Linked DNA regions of Mus musculus: region 2 is linked to region 1. Evidence: chromatin contacts called from public promoter capture Hi-C data. All regions are on one chromosome and are shown on one strand. Each heading gives the region's core, a stretch centred on a gene start, on an enhancer-like site or on the middle of the called end of the contact. The rest is flanking DNA. Distances are from core to core; before and after follow the strand shown.

Region 1 (2,955 bases), core at 198-2,697:
GATATACCTACTCCAACAAGGCCAAACCCATTCCAATAAGGCCACACCTCCTAATAGTACCATTCCCTGGGCTAAGCATATTCAAACCATCACGCCTAATATGTTTAAATTAGTTCACTTTAGAAAGTAACAAAGAAAAGGATTTTCAAACTCATTTAGGAGAACCTGGGCTTGGTGACATACATCTATAATCCCAACACTGTGGAGGTAGGGGCAGGAGGAGTAACAGTTTCCTAGTTTGAGCTCAACTTGAGCTGTGTGGTGAGACTGTCTCAAAACAGCCCCAAAGCAAACAAAAGAAGAGGTTTATGTCACTCACTGTATTAGTGTTAATAATTAGTGAAATAAATGAAAACAGTAATTGTCAACAATAGATGACAGCAGATTTGTGTTCTAATCACAGCATGCACATTAGATGGATGAACTGTTATTCACATGTGTCATCATGTAAAGATCTCAAAAATAAAAACCATAGGTTAAAAGAGGAGGCAGGAGGGGCTTGAGTTATTCTGATTTGAGGGCATGCCTGTAACAGAAGGAGTCTGTGGGAGGCAAATCAAAATATACACTCTATAAACACAGAAAATAAAGTTGAAGATTGTTGAAGAACAGTCTCTGTCTTTAAAGAATTTTCAGGCATTTAACAGAAATCCAAGTAAATATATGATTACCATGTAGGAGGAGGAAGGCACAAGTAGTGTGTATTATGTTTAATGAAGATGGAGGAGGGGTACAGGCAAAGCTGAGGGAACATTCATTTCCCAGCAATGGCAAAACTTTCTGTACCTCCTTTTCACACTAAACCAAATCCTGGAACAAGAAAGATGAAGCCTTGATGAAGCATGGGAAGACAGGTGTGTTTCTAGAACACAGAGTGATTTGCAAATTCCTAGAAGATCCTGGTGGAAACAGCTAGGGGTTTCTTGAAGCTGGAAAAGAGGAGAGGAGGGTCAAAGCAGTACACTACAGATGAAAAGTGGCTCTAGGCCTGGCTAAGGAGTTTGATGGCCTGCAGGGGAAGGGAAGGCAGCCTTTCTTAAAGCAGAGAGTAACAATTGCAGTTTGAATTTGACAAAGGGAGGCTCTATAAGCATGATCAGTTGCCCTTACCTCCACTTCCAAGGAATAGAGTAAAGCAAGCTGTAATTAGACGTAGGGGTCTCAACAGAAATAGCAGAGGGAGTGATAAATACACTAAGGTGCCCAGCCAGCAGGGCTGTGGGGCAGTTAACTGTAGGTTTTCATTCTAGGCATCTGGGTGCCTGGTGGAGCAGTCTTGATATTTTTGGTTTTGTTTTTTGACATATTTCACAGTAACGCCTAGTTTGGCTTGGAACGCAGGCCTCCTGGGTGCCAGGATTTTAGGCACGAGACATCGTGTTTTATGCTGCTTGACCCTGCTCCTGGCCACTGCTGATTGGACTTTAGATTTTCCACACTTAGGTCATACAAGAAAGGATCAGAGGAAGAACTGAAGGCCATGCTTACCTTTGGAATGAGTTTCCCAGTAGGGGGTGAGTGGTTTTAGATTCATCTCAAACGCTTTAATTAAAAAATAGAGGCTGGTGTAAATGCAACACAGCTCTGTAAGCTCATAAGGGTCAGATTTCTGTACGTTTCTGGGCATTTTAACTACATTTGATAACAAAATAGCAAAACAATGCTATGTCAAGATTTCGTGAGCTGAAGGTCACAGGAGGATATGAGCTCTAGAAAAAAAAAAAAAAAAGAGTGAAAGCAGAAAATAGCATAAATGAAAACCGAGCACTCACTGTGAGCGCAGAAGACCAGTGGGGTCAGAAACAGGCAGCTTCCGCAGGTGGGCGGTCAGGGAAAGAAGATTAGCAGGGTGGCGGAGGGGGAGGGAGGGGCCCTGCGGACTCGACCCCGCCCCGTCGTCCCCACCTCCACTCTGTCTCGCCTCACCCCCTCCCAGACCATGGTTCCGCCCTAAGACCCCTACCCTACCCCGCCTATCTTAGCCCCTCCTCCCTCCATGACGCTATCTCCGGTCTCCAGGTAACGCAGGGGTCAAACAAGCAGCGGTTGAGGGCATTCATCTCTCTTTGGTTGGACCCTGCATCCTCATCGGACGTTGACAGCCATGGCTCTACCGTTTCTGCCTGGCAACAGCTTTAACCGCAATGTAAGTAGGCAGGAAGCCTGAGATCCTGGCCAGATCCTGGGGTTTAGAACAGGATCTGGGAGTGTTCATCTTACTAGATCCTACCTGTGAGCTAGCTCCTGCCTTTTACTCCTGTGTGCTGAGTACACCTCAAACTTCTTGTTCCCTCTTCCTTTTTTCTCAAAGTGCATCTGAATGCTTTTCCTACATGACATCGAAGTACAGGTAGCAGGGGCATCCAAAGTAGTTGGTGACAGTGATGATAAAAAGAATCACTGAGTGTTTTAATGTGTGTGGGGTGCTATGCTTTAATTGCCTTGGATATTCTCAACAGCTGTTTGAATTAGATCTTTTTGTTCCCATTTACAGCTGAGGAAACTGAGGTCTTCGTGGTGATAGTAGTTTTCTTTCAGGCAGCTGGTCTTTATAACCCACGAGTCTAATTATTATCTTTAGTACACTGTGTGCAAAAACAAATGTTGGTACTAAATAGAAGAAACACAGAAGGAAGCATGGCAGATAGGGAAGCCTTCTATTAGCCTATAAAGTTTAGTGCCACACTAGGAAGACAGGCCCTTAAACCTGGAGGACAAGATGAAAGCACAAAATCAAAACATTACAATCCCCTAGAACATCAAAGAACTCAGTATTACGTAGCCACATACCTAACAGGAGGAAAACCAGTCAGGCTTTTGTTTGATAGGGGTTACTGCCTTTTGCTTGGGTTTGCTAATGTCTTTAGGAGAAGGTAATATACACTGATGAGAAAGATTCACATGGAGCCACTCAAGATGTTTGTAAACCTCAGCTCAAAGTTTGCAAAACACTTA
Region 2 (2,955 bases), core at 178-2,677, 250 kb before region 1:
AATACTGGAGAGGCAGAGGGAAGTAGGTCTGTGTAAGTTTGAGGCCAGCGTGCTCTACATAGGGAGTTCCAGAGAATCTTAGGTTATGTGAGATGTTGTCTAAAAATAACCAACCAACCAAAAATACAAGCAAAAGTCTGCTCGACTAACAGGGCACTAAAAAAACTAGAGCCCTCAGCAGTTTGAGAAAAATGTGACCTGGGGATCCATCCCATATACAGTCGCCAAACCCAGACACTTTTCTGGATGCCAACAAGTGCTTGCTGACAGGAGCCTGTTATAGCTGTCTCCTGAGAGGCTCTGCCAGTGCCTGGCAAATACAGAAGTGAATGCTCACAGCCATTCATTGGACTGAGCACAGGGTCCCCAATGGAGGAACAAGAGAAAGGACCCAAGGAGCTGAAGGCATTTGCAGCCCCATAGGAGGAACAACAATATGAACCAACCGCTATTCCCAGGATACCCAGGGACTAAACCACCAACCAAAGAAAACACATGGAGGGACCATGGCTCCAGCTGCATATGTAGTAGAGGGTGGCTTTGTCAGTCATCAATGGGAGGAGAGGCCATTGGTCCTGTGAAGGCTCTATGCCCCAGCATAGGGGAATGCCAGAGCCAGGCAGCAGGAGTGGGTGGGTTGGTGAGCTGGAGGAGTGGGGAAGTGATAGGGGGAGGAGGGTTTTCAGAGGGGAAACCAGGAAAGGGGATAACATTTTAAATGTAAATAAAGAAAATATCTAATTAAAATTTTTTTTCATTAAAAAAAAAAACCTTTAAAATATTTGCCCTGACACTTGTTAAAATAGATAGTGGGTCTATTTTAATTTGGGATACAACAACAACAACAAAAAGCTGGAGATTTATAGTGCATAATCTGAGGGGGTCGAAGTGTAGAGTCCTACCAAGAGGAGACATCAAGGGAGTTTATTGCTGAGCTAGTTTAATTGGGTTCTTACTGGAGAATGACTGGGTTATTAGACATCAAGCAAGAAGTGGGCCTGAAATTTCTGTTAAAGCCAACAGAATTCTTGAAAGAACTAAAGGCCAAAGATAGGGCCTGAAAAAAGAACACCTAATCAGAAAGACAGCTTCGTTGAAGCATCCTGACTAAAGACTTGTTAAGAACAGTCTGCCAACACTAAACTGATTATCTTGTTCTATTACCCTTAGCCGCTCCTCCCTCCATTCCTTTAGCGTAAAAAACAAACAAACAAAAAAACCAAAAAGCAAAAACAAAAATAAGACAAAACAACAAAAAACTCTTAGAAACTTAGAGCAGGTTGGGGTAATGCCCAGGCTACAGTGGAAAAGAGCACGGACTACATTTCCCATAAGCAATAGGAGGGCGGGGACTCAGCTATTCCATCACAAGTCCCAAGCCTTGCGGCTGCGCACAAATTGTTGGAGGTCGTGTACAGGGAAGAGTGGCGGTGACGCGACTGTGTGGGCGGGGCGAGGAGGAGGCTGAGGAAAAAAGAGAGACCATAGACTTCCAACTCGGCCTAGAGCGTCCTTTAAAGTGGTGGGGAGAGGCGGGCAGGGACCACCCCCAACTGGCCGCTGGCGGTATCATGGCATCCCGGAACCCCCCTCCCCAAGGTGAGCAGCCAGGGCCCGAAGTAGTCTCTGGGACGCTGCCCACAGCACTCGACCTTTTATTGCTATGGTGTTTCTCCCTTTCCCTCCTCCAGTGTTTCTGGGGCTCTGTCGCTGTACAGCCCCTTTGCGAGAGCCCCTTTGAACCAGAGGTCTCCTTTCCCTCTCTGCGGAATTTAGCATGCTCACCTACACCTAACCAAGGCTAGACCCTGCCCTGCCCTGCCCCCACCTCGAGCCCTTCTCCATCTTGCAAAATTAGGAGGGTTGGCGGGTTGATTTCCATGGTTGGTTGCGTTTTAGTCCTGCTCTGATTTCCTCTTGCTAGGTTCCTGACTTTTCCTTTCATGGAAGGATCATCCCCTCGCCCCCTTTTCCCACAGATGGAAATGTACCCTGCCCTGACCTTATTCTCATTGTGCGGGTGACCGCCCACTGCTTTGTAATTCAACTGGCCTCTGGCTGCGTGTCCCTAAGCCTTGGGAAAGGAAATGCCGATGCTGTTGCTAGGCCCTTTATGCTTGAGGCCCTAGTCTCCCAGATCGAGTTAATCACGCTCCTTCGTTTACATCTGGGCCTTTTTAGTTGTAGACCAGACATGACAGTGTGTTGGCCCACAGGTTTTATGAAAACAGCTTGTGAGACGTTTCAGACTGTAGAATGAATGTTTTTTTTTTCCATTTTGTATTTTTAAAGACTATGAAAGCGATGACGAATCATACGAAGTGTTGGATTTAACTGAATATGCAAGAAGACACCACTGGTGGAATCGAGTATTTGGCCACAGTTCCGGACCTATGGTAGAAAAATACTCAGTAGCTACTCAGATTGTAATGGGTGGCGTGACTGGCTGGTGAGAACATTCTTTTCATTAAATTTTAGTGGGAACCTGGCTCTTGTCCTTTTGTAAATGGCACAGCCTCCATAAATCTTCAGTGGCTCCCCACTTTTAAATTCCAGAAGAACACAACTTTGGGGCTTTTCCCGGATCTTATTGGTTGTATCAGCCTTCAGATAGTCCTGGTTGGATTTTGATGATTTCCCTCTGTCAAAGGCCCACCATAGTTCCACTTCCACCCTTTACACTTCCTTTAATTCATTAACAAATTTTCAACTTAAGCAAGTTAATTATAAGTAAGTTGTTACTTGCTATTCAGTGCCAATAACTGGAAAAAACATGAGAACTCCCATTGCAGAACTAGCCTCTAAGATTCTCAGCTCTGTACATAGAAGCATTAATGGTCTGTAAAAATTATTCACAATGATGCATCAGATTCTACATTTTTTGTGTACTGGTTCTGATTATGATAGTGCTTTGAAGAAGATCTGAGAAGATTGCCTTTGCTTTAGAATTAATGC

What was found. Capture Hi-C pulls out chosen DNA fragments and counts their contacts.
Region 2: a promoter capture Hi-C map of liver shows a contact between it and region 1, with 3 times the contacts expected there. The contact joins the promoter of Fundc1 here to the promoter of Efhc2 in region 1. A contact is called at or near these places in 1 of 484 Hi-C or Micro-C datasets (cerebral cortex), 2 of 115 datasets of contacts at active chromatin or transcription factors (embryonic stem cells and kidney) and 1 of 9 other capture datasets (liver).

Annotation. Positions count from the first base shown.
Region 1 is chrX:17,318,433-17,321,387 of GRCm38.p6, reverse strand. Efhc2 (EF-hand domain (C-terminal) containing 2) reads left to right here and starts at 1,447. Exons shown (of 16, transcript NM_028916.5): 1 at 1,447-1,514; 2 at 2,020-2,146. The coding sequence starts at 2,105. The region is part of intron 2 of Gm35105 (a long non-coding RNA gene); the gene reads right to left.
Region 2 is chrX:17,570,797-17,573,751 of GRCm38.p6, reverse strand. It overlaps Fundc1 (FUN14 domain containing 1), which reads left to right and starts at 1,427. Exons shown (of 5, transcript NM_028058.4): 1 at 1,427-1,599; 2 at 2,293-2,449. The coding sequence starts at 1,572.